Linked DNA regions of Mus musculus: all the other regions are linked to region 1. A link is a contact called in public ChIA-PET and Hi-C data. All regions are on one chromosome and are shown on one strand. Each heading gives the region's core, a stretch centred on a gene start, on an enhancer-like site or on the middle of the called end of the contact. The rest is flanking DNA. Distances are from core to core; before and after follow the strand shown. Region 1 overlaps Hdc (histidine decarboxylase). Region 2 overlaps Usp8 (ubiquitin specific peptidase 8). Region 3 overlaps Atp8b4 (ATPase, class I, type 8B, member 4).

Evidence for each region. A called contact is a pair of places that touch in the nucleus more often than the background predicts. ChIA-PET counts read pairs in DNA pulled down with a chosen protein or histone mark.
Region 2: a Hi-C map of liver shows a contact between it and region 1, with 2.2 times the contacts expected there. The contact joins two enhancer-like sites. A contact is called at or near these places in 2 of 15 datasets of contacts at CTCF or cohesin (CD8 T cells and large pre-B cells), 18 of 484 Hi-C or Micro-C datasets (B cells, the C10 cell line, the G1E-ER4 cell line and 13 more), 2 of 115 datasets of contacts at active chromatin or transcription factors (bone marrow-derived macrophages and regulatory T cells) and 3 of 9 other capture datasets (adipose tissue, liver and pancreatic islet).
Region 3: a contact with region 1 is called in an RNA polymerase II ChIA-PET map of effector CD8 T cells, with 29 read pairs. The contact joins two enhancer-like sites. A contact is called at or near these places in 1 of 484 Hi-C or Micro-C datasets (natural killer cells), 3 of 115 datasets of contacts at active chromatin or transcription factors (double positive thymocytes, effector CD8 T cells and memory CD8 T cells) and 1 of 9 other capture datasets (adipose tissue).

What each region holds. Positions count from the first base shown.
Region 1 is chr2:126,595,882-126,599,341 of GRCm38.p6, forward strand. Hdc (histidine decarboxylase) reads right to left here. Exons shown (of 12, transcript NM_008230.6): 10 at 1,990-2,088. Among named protein-coding and RNA genes, the nearest start is that of Hdc, 21 kb to the right of the region's middle. Within about 2 kb of position 1,625, at least 88 of the 459 cell types and tissues checked have an H3K27ac peak or open chromatin away from gene starts, as enhancers often do. A contact at or near this core is called in double positive thymocytes, effector CD8 T cells, liver and 1 more, where this site is marked.
Region 2 is chr2:126,727,870-126,731,329 of GRCm38.p6, forward strand. It overlaps Usp8 (ubiquitin specific peptidase 8), which reads left to right. Exons shown (of 19, transcript NM_019729.3): 5 at 1,291-1,453. Among named protein-coding and RNA genes, the nearest start is that of Usp8, 22 kb to the left of the region's middle. Within about 2 kb of position 1,557, at least 6 of the 459 cell types and tissues checked have an H3K27ac peak or open chromatin away from gene starts, as enhancers often do. A contact at or near this core is called in liver, where this site is marked.
Region 3 is chr2:126,466,217-126,469,676 of GRCm38.p6, forward strand. The region is part of intron 3 of Atp8b4 (ATPase, class I, type 8B, member 4); the gene reads right to left. Among named protein-coding and RNA genes, the nearest start is that of Atp8b4, 24 kb to the right of the region's middle. Within about 2 kb of position 1,770, at least 102 of the 459 cell types and tissues checked have an H3K27ac peak or open chromatin away from gene starts, as enhancers often do. A contact at or near this core is called in double positive thymocytes, effector CD8 T cells and memory CD8 T cells, where this site is marked.

The sequences.
Region 1 (3,460 bases), core at 375-2,874:
CTTCTTCTGGTGTGTCTAAGACAGCTACAGTGTACTCATATACATAAAATAAATAAATAAATCTTTTAAAAAATAAAGATTTCATAGCATATTGATCTTTTATAAAGTTTTTATGAACTTTTAAATTTTCCTGTGGTTCTCTTGAGTTTTACATTTACATAGAATGCTTGAATATAGGACAGGGCTGTGGCTCAACTGGCAATCCACTAGCCTACCTTGCACAAAATGCTGACTTCAATCAACAACTGAATAAAGTTAGACATGGGGAGGTTTCAGTAGGAGGATCAGAGGAAGTTCAAGGTTGCCAGGAATGATGATATTTAAGTCTTTAATGCCAGCACTCGAGAGGGGAGCCTTGAGCTCCAGACTAGCAAGAACAACAAATGAGACCTGGGGGCGTGGGGAGGGGGGAGTAAGTGACAGACACAGCACATGATAGGGCTAGAGATTCCAGTCTGAGACTCACATACACTCTCTGCTAAGTGAATTAATTTTTAAAGATTTATTTAATGTATGTGAGTGCTCTGACTGCATGTACACCTACATGCCAGAAGAGGGCATCAGATCCCATTACAGATGGTGGTGAGCCACCATGTGGTTGCTGGGAATTGAACTCAGGACCTCTGGAAGAGCAGTCAGTGCTCTTAACTGCTGAGTCATCTCTCCTGCCCCACTAAGTGATTTTTTTTTTATGGGCTGGAACTCCCACTTGATATTTCGTTTTAAAAGAAGACAGAGCTTCAGGTGTCTTCCTTGACCATGAAGAGGCGGTGCCATTTGAACCAACCTCTATCTGCTCCTCTATCTGCTCCACTCTCTCTCTCTCTCCAGTCAATTTCAAACTCTTACCACCGCCTCATGAACTTTTTCTTTTCTTTGAGAAAGGCTCTCTCTCATGGATCCTAGACTGGCTCAAAGTTACAATGTAGCCAAGGACGACCTGGTACCATTGATCCTTCTGCCTCCACCCCCCACTGTGGAACTACCTGCAAGCGCTGCCAGGAGAAGGTTAAGCAATACTAGGGGGTCAAACAGTGGCTTTGTGCATGGGGAGTAAACAGTGTACCAATGGAGCTACGTCCCCACTTGATCCCTAAGAAGTTCTTCATGTGCAAGTCCAGGCCTTGTCCGGGAAAAGCATACTAACTGTTCTCCTGGCCTTTATATGCCCATGCCCCATTTCTAACCTGGTTATGATTCTCCCCTATAACTCCTTTCCTCTGGGCCTGTTTTCACCACCTGCCCTGTCAAAATTCTCCATGTCTCACTCACATGCCCCACAATGTCCCCTCAGAGCCCACCTTTGTCAGCATCCTCACTTTTTAAAATCCAAGGGAGGGTGATTCTCCCAAGGCTTGGGCGGCAGAAAGTAGGTCTCCCAGTTAATAAGACATTCTCCTCCTGCCCTATTCTCTTCCCTCCCATGAGGCAAGCTGTGTATGAGACAGAGCAGAGGCCAGGGGAGAGGAGGACACAATTACAGGTAGTGTGTTCACTACAGACCTCACCTAGAAGGTGAAGAGCAGGTGTGGCTGTGTTGACACACCATTCACCAGGGAGCCATGACAGCCACTCCTTCTTAAAGACTCGGCCCTACTTTGACCATAGACCCTGCTCTTTGACCTACTTTCACTTTCTCTTTCCGTAAACTAGGCTTTTGAGTGCTCAGTTCTCAAAGACAACAACAGGAAAGGTGAGACTCTCAGGAAATCGGTGAAACAAGGGATGTCAGAACAGAGGAAGTTGCACTTAGTGGTGACTGTTTAGAAAATAAACAGTGTGAACTACAGATCACAGACAGTCCACTGGGACTACATGGAGATCAGCGCACCTCTACATAACCAACATTCAAGTCCCTCTGCGCACCCTACCACTGAGCCACAAACCAAGGATCCCCTGGGCAGATTTGTAAAACCGAGGCAAAGTCTTCCTTCCCATGGAAAATGCAAAGAATCATGGGCTTAGTCCCACGGCTCTCGCGCAACATACGTGTCTGACATGTGCTTGAAGATTCTTCACCCCGAAGGACCGAATCACAAACCACAGCTTAATGGAGCGAAAGCGCCGGCTCAAGGGGATCTGCCAATGCTAGAAACAAATAACACAGAGCTCATGGTTAGAAGCAACGTGCCCACTCCCTCGGGCACTCCTAGCATTCTGTGTTGCCTGCAGAGCACTCCTGGGATTTCCCTGGTGTCACCATGACTCCCAAAGCTGTTGCTAAGGAGCAAACCAAGACAAGCTTATCTGGGTAACACTAACAGTTCCAAGCCTGTGACCTGGAACCGAGCGTGACCTCTCGAAAACTGCTGTTTTAAGTATTTCATCCCAGCCTAGAAACTCCTAGAAGTTCCTTGAGTAGCAGAAATTAAAGTTCTATGTCTGTTCTTCTCAACATTAGTGTAGCTTTAGGATGGTGATTAAGAGCTTAAACCCTGGGGCCCCACAGACCTGGGTTTCCCTTTAGCTCTGCCCTGGCTCCTTACCCTGTGTGACTTTCACAGGGCCACCTCACGGGCACATCAATGGCATAGGACAAAAGGTGCTTTCCAGGAAAGTGGCTTGAGGACAGTGCAAAACCTCAGAGAAAGTTGTCCAGGCAGTGTAGGCTGTTTAGATGATAAACAGGTGAGCTAGGAATCACATGTGTGTGTCTGTCTGGCACCAAGATGGTCAGTCCTTACTTAATCTTGCTGCCACCTACTGGCTTTGGCTTTCACCTGTGAGATTCCTGTGGCCTCAGATGCTCCATCCAAGCTTTCCGACTGCACAGGAACCCCTGCCTCAGTCTGAACTGATCCCTGTCCTGGTACCAAATTCAACAGAGCTTAAAGTTCAAAGCTGCAGTTACCATAGATTCTGAAAATTCCCAATCCTAGTGCTCAGGTCTGAAAACAGAGCAAACGGTTTGCGGGACACTTGCAGTTGTTCTAACAAGCAATGTGACTTCTCCTAAGCTTTCCCCTCAAATGTCAGAAAACCTCTGCCACAATTTCTGCTCTCTAAAAATATCCATCTCGTTGACCATTCCTCTGCCTCTCTCCATGGAGTTGCCAAAACTTTACTGATGTCCCCATCTTTATGCTTCATTGTAGTCTCCCAGAGTAGACACGGCTGGCTTATTACTCCAGTATCAAGGACAGTATGTTTCCTTGCACTAAACTCTCAGGCATGATGGTGCATGCCTTTAATCCCAGCACTGGAGAGGCAGAAGCAGGCAGACCTGCTGAGTTCAAGGACAGCCTGGTCTATATGTGTAGTGGAGTTCCAACCAGGAGGGGGAGGGTGGAGGGGAGAGAGAGAGAGAGAGAGAGACTTTTGTCAGCCAGAAGAGGGCATCAAAACCTTAGGAAAGGACAGAACCTCTGCCGCAGCCTGCTTAGAGTCCCCTATAAAATGTCCCGGTTTCTAGATGATTATGGTAAACTGACCACCTGGTTGGAGAGGGGCAGGAAGTATC
Region 2 (3,460 bases), core at 307-2,806, 130 kb after region 1:
GCTATTTTATAGTATCTGCTTTTTTACAGAAGTGTCCTTTATGTTTAGTCATTACAAACCATGTTTCACATAGCCATGGCCAGAGTTGGTTAGCTGCTGTGATTGCTGTTTTAAATCTGTCATTCAGGTTTATCTCAGCCAGTTTGCACTGCTTGCCCTTTCTCTCTGGATGTCTTATTTTCTTGCTGTGTTGGTTAGTTTCGGACATGGTGGGTTTTATTCCCTTCAAGAGTGTTAGGGTATTTTGTTCTAGAATGGTGGTGAACTTGGCTGGGTTGGATTTTATACACTGTCTTGCCTGTGGTAGTCAGCATCTGGAATGTCTTTTAAAGTTAGCTGTTTCCTCAGTGTTTGCTCTGTTCTTACTTAGTTTGGGTGTTGGCTATAGACTGGGACAACTTTATGCAAAGAGGGCTGAAACTTTGGCGCTCTGTATTAGTTTTAGCTGCCTCTTCAGCACATGAAGTCCTGGTGTTAGGAATAAAACCATCAAAATTAGAGAGTTTGACAGATGTCCTTCCCCTTCCCAGTTCTTCACCCTGCCTGCTCCTTATCTTTGTGGCAGTCCAGAGCTGTGGCTGTCTGGGGAGGTATATGTCCTTCATATACAAGTATGGACAATAGACAGTATAAGCATGCCAGAGTTTTAGTTCGTTCTTTCCTAACTGACTGGAGTAAATTATTTGTTACCCTTTTCTCTCTCGGCTCTACCTTCTCTCTTCCTTCCCTCACCACCCCATCTCTGTCTCTGTCTCCATCTCCCCTGATCCTCTTAAGTTCAGAACCAGCAGTCATTACTGTATTCACTAATGACTGGGTGAGCAATGTCTTAGGATAGCTGCAAACTGTACTCACCATAGCTTGTTTAACATTTAGCAAAATAGAAGATAATCACGTCTTGACTTTGATAATAATTCTCCAGTTGATGTGGTTAATACCTTTCTTGAATACTTGTTTTAACATTTTGATCTAAATCATCTACACAGTGAGATACTGGGAGAAGTCCTCTTCCAGAGTGAATCAAGAGTTTGTTTAAAAAGTGAAATTGTAGCAGAATTGATAATTACTTGAAATTAGTGAAAAAGCAAGAACAACATTAATAAAAAGAGCATAACATTTATTTTTCAAGGTGTTTGTCCAGTTTAAAGTACACAGACAGCCCCTGAGGGCAGATGCATGTGGTTTGTATGGGAACTCTAGCAGAATTCTCCCAAGCCAAGATGCTAAGTATGAAACATGAACGCCCTTAGCTATACTCCATCACATTAATAGGAAGCTTCTTTCAACTAGATACGAAGAGGCTGAAGTTCGGAAACAACTTGAAGAAAAGGACAGACGGGAGGAAGAGCAGCTGCAGCAACAGAAAAGGCAGGAGATGGGGAGAGAGGACAGCGGTGCGGCAGCCAAACGCTCTGTGGAAAATTTACTGGATTCCAAAACCAAAACCCAAAGGGTATTGCAAGTTTATTGTGTAAACGCTGGTCCTGTTTGCCAGGTGACCTATCTGGAGGAGGTGCACTGCCACTGTAAAGTTCTTTTGAGGCAATAGGGATACCATTGGTTGGAATTAGAATCAAAGGTCCTGACTGCAGGTTTTCCTGTGAGCTTCCACAGCAGCACTGTCCTGGTCACTGGTTACAATGTTAGCAGTCACTACAGTGGAAGGAGGGTGGCCTGAGAGGAACCATTGGATTGTCATCTATCTATCTAGTTCTGGGCCTGTGTGAGTTTTGCTTAACAACTCTTGGACTCAGGTTTGCCAAATGAAGATCTTTTTTTTTTTTTTTTTTGGTTTCTTGAGACAGGGTTTCTCTGTATAGCCCTGGCTGTCCTGGAACTCACTCTGTAGATCAGGCTGGCCTCGAACTCAGAAATCCGCCTGCCTCTGCCTCCCGAGTGCTGGGATTAAAGGCGTGAGCCACCATGCCCGGCCCAAATGAAGGTCTTAAAACGAGGTCTAAGGTGTCTTTTTCCTACTGATAAATCTCCATTAAGAGAAGGACCAGGGCCAGGCATGGTGGTAAGGTGAGTGCCTTTAATCCCAGCAGAGGCAGGTAGAGCTCAGAGTTCATTCAAGTGAGTTCCAGGCCAGCCAGGGCCACACAGGGAAACCCTGCCCAAAAAACAAAAATAAAATAAAGAGCAAAGGACTTGGTTTGCTGCTTTATTTGGTCCCAAACAGTTTTGGTTACTGGAGTCTTAGGCACACACGCCATCTATTCCTTTCTTCCTCTATTCCAGTTTTCCCTTTGTCTGTCCTGTTCAGCGTTTTATTCAATCTTCTTAGCATGTGTACAAGATGTCTTTATCAAAAGCCACCAGTGACACAATCTCTGCCAGCTGTCACTGTGCCCCTTCCTTACTTTCTCAGAATTACTCTCCTGAAGATGTAAGTGGTTTTCAGTTGTTGAACTCCTTGGAGGCTGTGCTTTGCTCCCTCTGATCCCTGTGTTTCTTAGGGGTACGTAGTGTTCCCCTGTTGCTAGTGTGGATTGCTGGTATTTGGGAGAGGTCTCACTGGGTTAAGCAGTCTGATCTCCCATTGTTGGAATTCACAGGGAGACAAACCACTAACCTTCTCAACAGGTCAAGTGGCTGCCGTAAGCAATAACCGGACTTAAAGGGGAATCTTTCATTTTGTTGCCTTTTCTTTTGTTTGTTTTTTAAGATAATTTATTTTTATTCTTTGGGCATTGGTGTTTTCCCTCCATGTATGTCTGAGTGCGGGAGTCAGATCTTGGAGTTACAGACAGTTGTGAGCTGCCATGTGGGTGCTGGTGTTAAGAGTCAGCAGTCAATGCTCTTAACTGCTGAGTCAGCTCTCAAGCCCCTTATTGCCTTTTTAGAAGTGAGTAGTCACTTTTTTTCTCTAATTTGAGACAGAGTCTCTTGTAGCCCAGGCTCACTTAAGTCGTTAAGGCTGGCCTTGAATTTCTGCTTTTTGCCTTTGCCCCAATTTCTAAGATTATAGGCCCTTGTAATCTTGCCAAGCTAATGGCATGCTAGGGTAAGCAAATGACCAGCTGTGCTACATCTCCCACCCTGTTACTGTGACGTTAACATTTGCCCACTTTGTCTCCTACACTGTTTCTCTCGCTCTCACTCTCGCTCTCGGCTTGAGTATTTGTACTATTTGAGTAGCTGCTCTGCTACTTTACTGCTAACTGCTTTGCTGCACAGTTCTCATAACTGTAGTCCTCGCCACCCTGTAAACTTAATAGTAACTCCTTAGTATCCCCGGGTGCTCAGTCTGTATTCGGATTTTGCTGTTGCCTGCATGTTAATTTCACAAGTTAATTTGTCCACAAGTTAATTTCACAAGTTAATTTGTTCACAAGTTAATTTGTTGAATCATGATGCAAAACAGTGAACTGTCTTCTGATTGTTATATCTCTTAAGGCGCTAAAATAATTTCCCTTTAAGATTCTCTTCCTCTGAAACTTCGTCATACCATGTACTT
Region 3 (3,460 bases), core at 520-3,019, 130 kb before region 1:
GTCTGGAACTTTAGTGAGTTTGAAGCCTTGTATTGAGACCCTGACAGGAAAGAAATAAAATCTAAAAAGAGAGAGAGCAACTAGAGCAGGCCTTCCCCGAGGCTCCACTATCCCCCACCTGCTTTTTCACCACACTGTGTTCACATTTGCTACGGTCTAAGTTAGTTTGAGGGGTTTTTTTTCCTCCAACCTAACATCAAACATAAGCATTACTAATACATTCGAGGTTCATTCCTGTTCCGTGTAAGGCATGACTTTATGTCTGCTCATGCCTAACACACTGACTGCATCACAGAGTGTAACCTGCATCATGGAGTGTAGCCCTCCATAGCTCAGGGGTTGTCGGAAACACTGTGTGTTTCTGTGAATGCCACAAGCCAACCCCCGGGAGCTTTTGTAAGAGTCCCATGATTTCAACATTATGGAGACCGCTTTCTTCGTCTGATGAGACACTTGTATGTCATGACAACTATACAAATGTCTACCTCTTCTTGCTACAGGAAAACTCATGTGTCGTGTTGCTATGATCCACTCTACATTCCAGGGAAATAAAGAACCCCGCCAAGGGAACAAGAATCTCTAAACTGTGGAATTAAAAGCAAAGAGCTGTGCCCACCCACAGACTGCTTTTCAGAAAGGAGGAAGTGGCCAGAAGACAATTGTACCACTCAGGAAATATGTGAAACACCCACATTTACGCAAGGCTTCTCCAAAGGATGCACGGTGGGGCACATGGCTGCACAGTCAGGTCTGGTGGCACCTGCCTCTCTGATACCAAAGCTCCTCCATGGTAGTCAAATGTTGCCTGGTGCGATTCCTCCGGGCTCAGAATGGGAAGATGGAGAGTGAGAATGCACTGACACACGCTGCAGAAGGGGCTGTGTGGAGAGGGAGTTAGAGATGGTGGCTACCAGCAGCATCACAGCATTCTCCTCAGCCAGGGTCCAGGCTGCGAGCAAAATGTCCTTTTGTAGGGAGAAGGAGCTGTGGGAACGCCACCCCTAACAGTCACTCACTCTTCAGCTCCTGTTTGTAAAGGGCCGCCTAGACTACAATATAGACAGAAATCTATACACAGAGTAAGGCTGCGTTCTATCTGTGGGGGAGAAAGGCAGGAATAAACAGAAAAGAAACTTGTAAACTGGTGACATTATTTAATGAAGTGACCCCTGCTGTGCAAACGTTGGCAGCCAGCACAGAAGGTTCACCTTAGGGAGCCTTCTCACACGACTCTCCTAGTTAACAGGACCTCAAGTCACTAAGGGTGAGGGGTGAATATGGTCAAAATACATTAGAGAAATTCTCAAAGAATTAATAAAAATATATTATTTTGAAAGATTAACCTGATGAGACTGTACGCAAAAGAATCCCTTGTGTTAACAACAAAAAAAAATAGAAAAAAGAAAAAATTTAGGTGTATTTTAGCTAAAAGCTTAAAGTTGAGATAACTCATGCTTAATGCAGATTTTCTTTACTATAGATGTATGTCTATGGTAAGGATAATATATACATACAAGTATTTTTACATGTATACACATATGTGCATATATGTAGGATTATGTGATACATACACATGTATACTTGTGTGTGTGTGTCTGTCCATACACACGTATTGTATCTACAGCAAAGAATACCTGTTATCTGTGTATGGGTATACCTGGAGTTTCAGTTTCATTTCACAAATGGGGATTGTGTTGGGCAATCTCTATTGAGATCAAAGACAAAGACCACAGGAAGGATGGAAGAGCACGGCTGGCTCTCAGGGTGACAGTTTCACCACAGATGAGAGGTGTTGCCGCCTGCCATGTGCCAAGCACAGTGTATGATCCTCAGACCATCTAGGGAGCCAGAGTGTCTCCACACCGTTTTTTTACAAATGAGGAAATAGAAACCAAGGCTGAGAGCTGTTTTGAGGGCTGAGGCCAAACAGGACACTTCATAGAGTCCCATGTTAAAACACTGTGTTTGTGCAGGTGAATCAGAAATATGGAATCCCCAGACTGCCTCTTGGGAAAGGATCCTCTGATCTGTGCAGTGCAGCGAAAGGTTCACATTAATTCAATCAGCCCGAGCCGTCACTTTCAGCCTGAATCCAGTGTCATCACGCTGCTTGGGAGATCATTTCCCATCCAAGCAGTGTCAAGAAGAGCCCTTCCCAAGCTGCCAGACAGCCATGACAACTACCTTCCCTTTTCCACCCTCAGGCATCAGTTTAGTGTTTCAGCATCTGAAAGCCTATACTAGAACTAGTAATGTCCTATGAATAATGATTTATCGACAAAAGACTAATTTGGACAATTACCAGGGGAACAGATTACATTCTCCTCTGAGGTTAATTTAATCACACTACTTCTTTTGTTTGTCTGTCCAGGTGCATAGACACTTAAAACATTTTAGATAGTTCCAAACGCAATGTTAACTTCTCTTTTGTGACGTTTGAAAAAGTACTTCAAATTCCCACTGATTTATAAAGGGGCGGGGTTCAAAAGACAAGAAAGAGTAAAGTAAGACTGGGCTTCAGGGACCCTTTCTGGGAGCTTTGCTACTGGTCTGCTGACTCTTGCTTCTGCTTTGCCAGGGTGTTTTTGTGCCTCCTGCTGACATATCCAGCCTCAACTAGGGACAGGCCCTTGGCTTTGGCCACAGTCCATCTCAGAGCTTCAGAGCCTTCTGGGAGCAAAGCAGGCCCTGCATCGGGTTGATGTTAAAGCTAGCTCAGTTGGGCTCATCTTCCTAACTCCAGAGAGGTTTGGGAGCATAAAGTCCACACGAAGTTGATTTTTATTAGAACCAAACAGATCCTGCGCACACTGCTGTGCAGTCTGGAAACTGGGCCAAACTTCAGGATCTCAGCATTGAAGAGAATAACAAAGGCACAGTGGAGGAGTCAGGTTAACAAGGAAGGGCACTCGAAGCAATAATCCTTCCTAGGACTCTTCTCACCTCGGGCTTCTACATAAATAACAGAGCCTCAAGCGATGCCCTCAAAGGTTGGAGCTGGGCATTAGAAGGAAGCCCCCAGAACTCTGTGGCTCCACTCCGGTTCTTCCTGATCCTGTAACAACCCTGGTCTTTCTGTCCAAGGCCCCCTCACAGGCAGGATTAGGCAATATCCTATTTGTTGGGTGTACTTTGCCTGGCAAAGAAGTGCAGGGAAGAAGGGGATAAACAGAGGACTGGGTCAGAAATTAGAACAGAAAAGTATCTAGGTTGGTGAGGGGAGGGAGTCAGAGGACTTTAAAGGGTTTTTTTTGTATCATTAAAATAATTTATAAATTATTATAATTTATAAATAAAATGTCATTCTTCAATATTTTGTGTTCATGGCATGCACAGGTTTAATGAATTTTCACCAAATTTTGAGGCTAGATAAGACACTGCCCTAACCTTGCTTCAGGCCTGACAATAAGATTGCCTAATGGCATGCATGAAAAGTCAGGCGCTAGCTCAGAGATTCAAT